Regions from separate parts of the Rattus norvegicus genome. Here region 1 is linked to region 2. The links are chromatin contacts, called in public Hi-C maps. All regions are on one chromosome and are shown on one strand. Each heading gives the region's core, a stretch centred on a gene start, on an enhancer-like site or on the middle of the called end of the contact. The rest is flanking DNA. Distances are from core to core; before and after follow the strand shown. Region 1 holds the start of Ctdspl2 (CTD small phosphatase like 2). Region 2 overlaps Frmd5 (FERM domain containing 5).

The links. Hi-C and Micro-C count contacts between places; a contact is called where the count stands out from the background.
Region 1: a Hi-C map of the A7r5 cell line shows a contact between it and region 2, with 6 times the contacts expected there. The contact joins the promoter of Ctdspl2 here to the enhancer-like site in region 2. A contact is called at or near these places in 5 of 12 Hi-C or Micro-C datasets (the A7r5 cell line, the Rat2 cell line, Schwann cells and 2 more) and 1 of 1 datasets of contacts at active chromatin or transcription factors (oligodendrocytes).

What each region holds. Positions count from the first base shown.
Region 1 is chr3:129,365,733-129,370,839 of GRCr8, reverse strand. It overlaps Ctdspl2 (CTD small phosphatase like 2), which reads right to left and starts at 1,902. Exons shown (of 13, transcript NM_001409574.2): 1 at 1,758-1,902.
Region 2 is chr3:128,976,750-128,981,872 of GRCr8, reverse strand. The region is part of intron 4 of Frmd5 (FERM domain containing 5); the gene reads left to right. Among named protein-coding and RNA genes, the nearest start is that of Wdr76, 69 kb to the right of the region's middle. Within about 2 kb of position 3,327, at least 11 of the 93 cell types and tissues checked have an H3K27ac peak or open chromatin away from gene starts, as enhancers often do. A contact at or near this core is called in the A7r5 cell line, where this site is marked.

The DNA of each region.
Region 1 (5,107 bases), core at 653-3,152, 390 kb before region 2:
TCTCTCTCTCTCTCTCTCTCTCTCATACACAATTATGTCTCAAAAAATCAAAAATAAACAAGACAAAACGAGAATATAGGGTCTAGTTGAATGCAGTAGTAACTAACTTGGGAAAATCTTAGCCATAGTCTATAATACTGATTCTACTACCTATAAACTAAATTGTATCAAAAACCACCCCCCAAAACATCGTTAAAACAGAGAAAGCCTGCTCTAGAAATAATTTATCCTAATTCTTCTGAGTAGCAGCATAATTGGTCCTATTTTAAAATAAAATGACTCAATAAGTATTTAGTATGTCTAAACTTTCACTCCCCAAGCCCCTAAATCAAACAATCCTAGAAAAGCAGTGAGGCCCAGCTCATTCCTAAAACTACGTCATATGAGAGCTATATTTTACCTTGGCTTTCTTTATGACCTTGGGCTAAGTCTTTCAAATAAAACTATAATGATGTTTGCATGTGCCTGCTTATTACTGAAATTTAATCCTAATATGTGAACAGCAAGTGAAATACTCTAGGCTGCACCTATGAGAATGAGAAACAGTAACTGATATGTAATATAAGCCATGTTTTAATCTTCATTTTTATTCCCAAGGAAAACACCTATAATGCCGCAAATTCAACATGGCCAAAGCATTCAAAAAACCGAGGAACTCTTTATTTAAAAAAAAAAAAAAGTAAAAAATAGCTTCCACATGTCATTTTACTCTTTCGCTTTTATAGAGATAATTGCTGGACCACACAAATGTAACTTGGCATTTGATGAATCGAAATAAGCAATCTACAATCTAAAAATTATGTAGATAAGCCTATCATTTCAAGGCACTAATTTGTATGCGGATGTAAACGTAATCTTGGTATTGTCTTAGTAGCATGAGAAAGATAAATTCCTGCCTTGGAGTAATGTCTTCTAAGGATACTCATCTCAGCAGCTTAGGGTAGTGTCTCAGCAGCATCTCAGTAGGTTTCCCTGAGGTACTCTTAAAGTGTTTAAAATCATTCACACATTCAGCTACCACTAGGGCGAGAAGTAAATAAACACCATTTACTTATGCAATTAATTTTCACAGAATCCTGGTCAAGAACGCAAAAGTAAATTCGTAAGTAAACTCATACGGATATACCCAAAGTAAACAGCACGTTAAGTATAATTAAGACTCACCCTTAACTAACCACTATGGAAATCGGAGGCTTCCTACATAAGCTGGTTTTTACTACCACACTTGATTTCTAACAGTAGTAATGTCAACTCAACATTTTTCCAGTACAGAAGACGGACAGAAGTTCCAGTTACCTCTTTCCAGATTCTCAAAGGGTGTTTGTAAGAGCTCAAGTACAGAGAGCAACGCCCCCCTAATGCACCCTACAAGAATGAAATACCGAAAACATTACGTGGGTCCACAAGAAGGTTCGAAAAGGCAATCCAACTTAATTAGCTCTAAGGTCCACGGGGTCGGAGACTAGGAACGTGAGATGGGGCTGGGGGTGGGTGAAATCGAACCCCAGAAATCACAACACAGGCCGCAGCCTGAGAACTGAAGCTGGCGGGAAGTGAGCTCCCTTGCCGTTCCCTGGGGAAAGTCCAAACCAGAGCGGCTTCCACATAGTGAACGTACAAGGCGCCAACAGTGCATGCCTACGGACGTGCTGGAACCGCTGAAGGCTCGGCTTGAGAAGGGGAGGAGATCCCGGCAGACGGCCCTGGGAGAGGACTGAGCTTCGGAGCAACGGCAGCGTTTGGACCAAGGGAATTACCTTCACTGTGACGACAGAAAAGTGTCCTCGGGCTCCGGCGATGGTCCCAACTGCGCAATAGGTGGTGTCTTTCCCGCTTATCCCTCAGCAGCAACAGAACCAGCTCCTTCAGCCAGTCGCCATTTCCCGCCTACCGACCTGCTGCACCGCACGGACAGGGACCCGGATGGAAAGCGGCCTCCCCGCGCAGGCGCTCTGGCTTCCTCCTCCCCCGCCCGCCACTATCCGGAGAGGCGGGAGGGAAGGAATGCGGGAGGCCTGGGCGGCAGCGGGTAAAAGAGAACCAACTTTTACTTCCGTGAAGAGGCAAAAGTTTCTGCCGCCTTAGGGAACTCACCAGTGCGAATTCCTGACTAAAAGAAAAACAAGAAACAAAAAACAAAGAAAAATGAGCACAGGGCTTTAGGGCCCGAGGAGTCAGACTGGACGCAGCCTCCGAGGGGGCTCGGAGCGTGAGGGACGTTTGTACTTCGGGGGCCTCCGTAGCGAGCTGCGGGGTGGTCGCAGGGGGAGTAGGGAGGAAAGCGTTAGCAGCAGAGGCGGGGACGCCGGGGGCGGTTTTCCCTCCCGCCGCTAACGGAACCGCCTAGGGCCGGGCGACGCGGAGAGCGCGCCCTAGCCCGGGAGGCGGGGTTTAAGAACGCGCCGCGCACCCGGCAGCCAGGGTTAGTGACTAGGCGGCGGTGGGTGGAGCCGGCGGGAAGGGGCGGTGCTAACGGCTTGGCGCGCTGGAGCCGGAGCCAGTACCGAGCGCTCCCCAAGGCCAGACCCATCCTGGTGCCGGTGCTTTTGGAGATTCGCGGGGTGTCCCCGAGGTTCTCTTCCTAGCTCACTTTTCTAGCGGAAACCCCTGTTGTCCTCGGACCTGTGAAAGAGACGGTTACCCTTCCCTTCCTCGCGATGTGGGCGGTGATCCTGTACACTTAAAACTCGAGTCTTTCAAGTGGATTTTCACACACGACTGTGGACTTCATCTAGAATCTACATGGTTCTTAACCTTCTTGATGCTGGAACCCTTTAAGACAGTTCCTCATGTGTGGTGACCCACCAACCATAAAATTATCTTTGTTGCTACTTCATAGCTGTAATTTTGCTACTGTTATGAATCGTAATGTAAATATCTGTTTTCCTATGATCCTTGTCCAACCGGTGGTTTGACCTTTTAAGGGTCGCAACCCATAGGTTGAGAAACACTGGTCTAGATGGAGCTTTTGACTGAAATTCCAAGCTGTTCTCATTATTCTATAACAAATGTTGATTGAGAACATGCTGTGTAACTGAATTAGGAAAAGCAGTCACTGCGTTCCCAGAGTTAACACTCCACCAAAGAAGACGGGTAAGGGCGTGACAAAATTAATTATAGATGAGAAATAATAAGCGTAGTAGGATAGCATGTGATTATGCCAGCGACAGGGTCTGGGGAGCTTTCCATAAGACTTACCTAAGTGGGCTGGAGAGATGGCTCAGCCGTTAAAGGCTAGGCTCACAACCAAAAATATAAGACTTCCCTAAGTGAAGCATAAATGAGAGTTGATTTTGTAAAAGTTGTGTTCTTAGAAAACGGAAACAGGGTTGGGGATTTAGCTCAGTGGTAGAGCGCTTGCCTAGCAAGCGCAAGACCCTGGGTTCGGTCCCCAGCTCCGGAAAAAAAAAAAAAAAGGAAAAAAAAAAAAAAAAGAAAGAAAACGGAAACAAAGGAAAATCCCAAGATAGAATCGTGTAGGGCCACTATCTGTAGAAAAAGAGGGAGTGGGGTAATGGCCGGACAATAGCGTGTGAGGCAGAAAGGTATATGTAGAAGTGTAGAGTGCTCTTGTCAATATTGTTTCTCCTTGAGTCGGTGGGTTGTCATGATCCTGTTAGAGCTGAGTCCATTTGCAATTTAAATCTTCCCAAGCACAGAATTGGTTTCAGACTGAGCATGGTGCAACCGGCCAGTTAATCATAAGGCTCGATTACTGAGGCAGGGGATTTAAAAGTTCCAAAGAGCCTGACCAGCTCAATGAGAACGTGGCTCCAAAAGAAGAGAGAAAAGGTAAAGAAATCTTTGAATAAAACATTGAGAGCCGATGGTATACCGAGCACAGAAGAAATTGAGAGTCCATATAATCAGATTCCTGAAAGGCTAACTGAAAATCAAAAACTAATGATTATCTAGTGTGTATGATGGAAAGTAATAGAATGTAAACCGAGCAGTTATCCCTATTGAGTACTAAAATTATTTTGTATACGTTTTTATTTCGTGTATTTGTGTAGGCGCACACATACCACTGTTAAATGTGAAGGTCAGAGGACAATTCTGAGAATCTCTCATGCCACCTTGTGTAATTCAGAAATGACACTGAGATCATTAGGCCTCCGCAGAACCGCAGATTATCGATCTCTCTTGCTCTTGCTCTCTTGTTTTTACATGTATGAGTGTTTTACTTGCATGTTTACCGGTGTCTTGTGCCATAGAAAGCCAGAAGAGGGCGCTGGATCTCAGAACTCTGGAAGAATGAAAAACGCACGAAAGAGTCTGTGAATGGCATGTTTTACTTTTTTAGAACCATGCAAGTTTGAAATAACTTTTTGTAATAAGTTAATTTTTATTTAAAAATGTTTAGAGTTCTAGAGAAGAGCCCTGGCTACTGTTACGGGCCACCATGTTGAGTTCTCAGCACCCAATTGTTAGCTATAACTGCAGCTTCAGGAGATATGACACCTCTGGCATCAGGAGGCACCTACACACACTTGGACTACACACACACCACAATTTTAACTAAAGAAATTACAGTTGGGGTAAAGGCCCATTTTGTCTATTATACCTCTGGGTAGTGTTAAGATTATCAGAGATGGGTCAGCTGCTCTTCCAGAGGACTTGGGTTCAATTCCCAGAACCCACATGGCAGTTCAAAACTAACTCCATTTCGAGGGGATCCAACACCCTCACAGACATATATGCAGGCAAAATACCAATGCACATGAAATAAAAATGAGTAAATGAGTTATTAAAAATAATCTTGAGGTTGGGGATTTAGCGGTAGAGTGCTTGCCTAGCAAGCGCAAGGTCCTGGGTTCGGTCCCCAGCTCCGAAAAAAAAAGAAAAGAAAAAAAAATAATCTTGAAAAAAGATAGGCTTCCTACATTCAGAAAAGTTGCAGTTTGTAAGCTGGAATGTTTTTTGCAATTTATGAACTTTTCTCTTTTCAGTTATTTTTTGGTTTGGGGTATGGTGGGGCGGGGCTGTTTTCAGGCAACATTTTATGTTTCCAAGACTGGCCTCAGACTCACTATGGATACAAGACTACCTCCTGCCTCATCTTCCAAGTGCTGGATTACAGGTGTGCTTGCCCTCTAAACCCATTTCC
Region 2 (5,123 bases), core at 2,078-4,577:
CCACCTCCCTAGCGCTGAGACTACAGCCTTGTATCTCCATGCCCAATAAAGGGTCTTACACTTCTGGGTACACCTCCAGCCCCCAGGGAGCCGTGCACTGAGTGAAGTGCACTTCAAGGACAGTGGCAAGTGTGTCAGCCTCTCTGCCAGCTGCATACATCCCCATGCACATCTCAGACAATCCCTTCTCACTCCACCTCACTAGCCTTCCTTCCCCAGAGTGCAGTATTCTGCACTGTTCATCCATTTGCCCATCGGTGGTATGAACCACAGGGTGCCTGGCCTGATTTGCAGTTTTTTCCCCTCTCTGGAATATGAAGCCATGGGATTAGCTCCAAATGTCTCGTTCGCATCCCTACTGATCTGAGGAGAGCGGGTACCTGCCCCAGCCTCACTCAGAACCCATAATTCATTCCTGGCTCTGAGCCCCTCGTCACATCATCCCACCTTGCTGCCAACTAATTTAGTTGTCAGTGTGTCGGGTCTGTTTTGTTTTGTTTTGTTTTGTTTTGTTTCCTGGCAATCTCACTCCTAAATTTCACTGCCACCTCAGCCACTTCTGTGGAACGAGGCTAAGAAGGGAAGGAAGGGGTGAGCCGAGAGTGAAAATCTCTACCTCACCTTATCCACTGAGACCTTCCCACAGCACAGACTTAGTTTCCAAATCCTGGTTAATCTCCTTTTGTTTTTTATAAATAATAAATAGATTTTCTTGTCTAAACTGGCAATGGGGTCAAGAAAATGAAGGCTTGGGCACCAGGTGTTGCTTTTACCAGGGACCACAGGCGGGTGAACTCTGAGAGACCAAGTGCCAGAAGGAAACAGAGTGTGAGCACAGCCGCACTTCACCAGGAGGCGGAGGGCCCGGCACACAGCAGGCGTTAAAGGGATTCGGTAGAATGAACGTGTGCATCAGCGCATGGAGTCCCCAGTTGCTTATTCTTTCAATTAATATTATTTGAGGCTCCATTAGGCTACCATGGATTGCCAAACCTTTCCGGAAAGGGACAGAAAATGAGTGTTTTGGGCTTTTGGAACCATATGGTCTGTGTCACAACTCCTCGGTTCCATTAGCGCCTTTCGGAAGCAGCCACAGATGATGCATGAATGAATCAAGGCCGTATTCCAGTAAAACCCAGTTCTATTAGAAAGTACACCAGCAGACCCTGTGTGCCAACCCCTGGCTAAGAAATCAGCAGGAGCTGGATTTAAATCTCAGATTATTTTTAGTTACGGGACAGGGCAAACAGCAGTCCTTGTCGGCCCTCAGTTTCCTCGTGTATGAAAATGGGACAGAAACGGCAGCTACTGGTGGAGTCCTTGAGGCCTGAAAGAGGCAGTGTATATGCAACAGCAGACTCTGGGGCATGGCGTGTACTCGCGGAGAGGGGCTAGCATTGGGGTTTTGTTTCCTGCTGCCCGTCTGTCTCCTTTCCTTGATATGTAACTGGGACAGGGTGACCAGTTTCTGTGCTCGAGTACCTGTGATGCTACTGGCCTTATGAAGGACAGAAAGAGATAAGCAAAGTTTTACAAACAAAGCAAGCCAACCGGCCACAGCCAGTGAGATGGCGCCGATAAACATGCTCGCTGAGCAACCCTGAACATGCTGAATTCCATCCCACGGGCATGCGAAATCCCAGGCTCAGAACTCAGCAGGATAGGTGGGGAGGACTGGCTAGAGGCTTGCTGACGTAGAACAGCAGCAGCAGTAAGAGAGGACTGCGTATCCAAGGTGGAGGCCAGCGGTAGGGTTCAGCAGAGAAAGGCACTCACTGACAAGCCTGGAGGTCCGAGTTCAATCCCTGGCACCACCCTGTGGGAAGGAAAGAACCAACTCTCACGAGCTGTCCCCCAACCCCAACACACACATAAATAGAAAATAAAACCTTTGTTTTAGAAATCAGTGTGTGTGTGTGTGTGTGTGTGTGTGTGTGTGTGCGCGCGCGCGCATGCGTGTGCACGCACGCCCCCGGAAACTAGAAGCAGGCATTGAATCCTCTGGAGCTGGAGTTTCAGGCAATAATGAACAGCCTTGTGGGAACTGAACTCAGATTCTCTGAAAGAATCAGTGTTCTTAACCACTGAGCCATCTCTCCAGCCCCATATATAAATTCATGTATGTATATATGTTTTATATGTGTGTGTGTGTGTGTATATATATATACACACACACACACATACATACATTTATACATATACATATATGTTGGGTATAAAGAATATATATATATATATGTAGCCATGAACTTTTTAAAAAAGATTGTCTCTGATTTCCTCTCTGAACCACTGTGAATTGCTCTCTGGTGACACTTTGGTGCCTCTCTCTCCTCTGGTAGATAGATGAATTACTGCAGGCTAGTAAAAGCTCTGGACACAGACTGAGATGGGTAACACTGGACAAGTCATGACACATCCCTGGATATGTCTCTTCAGCGAAGAACTGAGGGACTTCTGCTCCTTAACTCTGGCTCTGAGGAGCAAGAGCTCTTGGCTGGACCCAGCCGGCAGGCCTGGCGGCTGATTGCTCATCTGGCAAACACACAATTGTCCTGATGAAAGAGCCCCACACACCAAGATAACCCCGTAGGCCTTGTGTGGTGGGAGGGCGCTGGAGTCTCACGAGCATGGGCTTAATGATGCTGTGATCGGTTTCAGCACCAAGTCAACCCAAAACTTTCTGGACACCACTGTGGGAGAAAACCAAGGGGACCTTATGAAGATGTTGGTGGATGATTCTGTGAGCTCACCTCTTGCTGTGGTCTAATGACTGCTTTTCCTTAGGACATACGGTGGTGCCCTTTCTTCCTTCCCTCCATTTGCCCTGGCATTGCTTGAGAGTTTTTGTCTCCTCACCCCTGAGGCCTTGCAGCCGTGCTAATAACATCAGAAACCCAAAGGTCTCCCAGCCACACAAAGCTGCATACATTCCAGCTCACCAGGAAATGCTGCCAGGGGCCGACCCACAGCAATGTTAAGCAGCCATCTTCTGTGTGAGGAAGCCAGGCACCTCAGAAACTCTAGAGCAGCTCTCTCAGGCCACAGGAGCACCTCTGACATGCTACCCTGGGGGAACGTTCCTCAGTCTGACACAGAGAATCACCATCTAGGCCTGTGGGTTCTGTTTGAAACACCTCCATTAGTCCAGATTTCAGTCCCAGATGAGCAGCAAGAAAGGAATGATACATGAATCTAAGCCCAGGAAGTGAGCAATGGTTGGGGGCAAAGGTTCTATCCACATCCTGCCAAAACCTGTGGAAGGTGGGAGCTGGAACGGAAAGGCAGGGAAGTACTCGATAGCTCGCCTCTCCCACACACCGTGTGGCATTTCACTGTGGGAAGCAGAGTGCAGACAGGCTGGGTTGGTTAGATCCGTCTTAAGCAGTCACTCTGCATGACGCCAGTGTTTCTTGGCAAATATTTGGGCCAAGTGGGTTTGGTAAAGGAGAGGAAGGGCTCTTACGAACTGCCAGGCAGAACTCCTTCCCTTTCTTTTGCCTTGGGGAAGGTACCATGTATGGACGTGGTCAAAATGATACCTTGGTCACAGGGTTACTTCTGCATTTCCTCGGACTCTGCCTCTTATGGGCATGTCACGTGAGGAGCTTGGTATAAGGTGCAGGCTCCAAATAATACCAGTACTGCTGGTGGACGCTGTACTTGGAGTAGCAAGGCAAGGGGGCCTTGGACAGCTGCCTGATCTTGACTGAGTCTCCATTCTTGGCACCCAGAGCTCACACTCCACTTCCTCCAAAAGTTGTACTGTAGATGGTGATGGTTTTCTCTCTCTCTCTCTCTCTCTCTCTCTCTCTCTCTCTCTCTCTCTCTCTCTCTCTCCCCCCCCCATTTTTACATGATTAATTGGACAAGTAATTCAGACTGAGTTTAAAACAGAGGAAGCCAATTAGCCAAAGAGGCCTAAATTTTGCTGCTAGAAGTCAGTGGAACTGAAGGGGCTCACATTCCATTCCTCCTTGCTCCCCAGGGGTGCCGTGGTCATATGTGGCTGTCTAACAAAGTCTGTCAACCCTAGCTTAGGGTAACTGGCCATCTCAGGCCTTGTATGGGTTGAGAAGCCGGTAGCTTCCAGCTCAGGATCAGTCATGAAGTGGCTGGGACTTGATTCATCTAAAGGCATGTGACTGATGGCAGACAGCACCCCCTCTCCACCAAGGGCCTTTCAGCAGGGCAGTGTAAGTGTTCTCCAGAGAAAGAACAAAGCAGCTGAGTTGACTCGGTGACAAGCCAGTCACTTCCGTTTTGTCACTAACAGCAAAGCACTAAGACCCGCATCTACTCAAGAGGTGAGGATCAAGCATTATCTCATGAAACAAGTGTGTGAAAGAGCCACGGTTGTATTTTTTAAGATTTATTTGTGTATTTATTTAATACATGTGAGTAAACCATCATTGTCTTCAGACACACCAGAAGAGGGCATCAGATCCCACTACAGATGGCTGTGAGCCACCATGTGGTTGCTGGGAATTGAACTCAGGACCTCTGGAAGAGCAGTCAGTGCTCTTAACCGCTGAGCCATCTCTCCAGCCCCCAAGGTTGTATTTTTGACCCACCACAGGGGCCTCCTGGCCACAGGGACCCACTGAAGGGACTGATGTGCCTTGTAGCCTTAGGTCTGCTCTTGTTGGGAGACGTGTGAGAATGTGGTCATCTGTCAGCACACTCTTGTGTCAGACCATCCCACTGTGTCAGGGGCCGTCCAGCTGCCTGAGACGCCACAGAGCAGGTACAGTCTCAGAGGACAGGATCATCCGGTGGTAAAGAGCCAGGGTCCTGACGTTACGAATTTGGATCTGGCCTTTGCCAGGTAGTTGTGTGTCTGTGAGAAAACCACTAAAGCCTGAGCTTTATCTGGACAAAGTGGAGGTAGTAATAACACCTATTTCACAGTGCTGGGTAAGAATGAAATGAGCTATGAGTGGTGAATCATGCAGCATCGGTCCTACCGGACGGGGGCTCGGAGAAGGGACGACTCCTCTTCCCGATACCCTACCTCTACCTCACATGTACACTCTGTGTTCTAAGAGGTGTTAGCCACAGGTCCTGCTTTTATGCTCTCACACGAGTACCGCTTCTCACATTTTTAACTCATTTAAAGTGTGTGT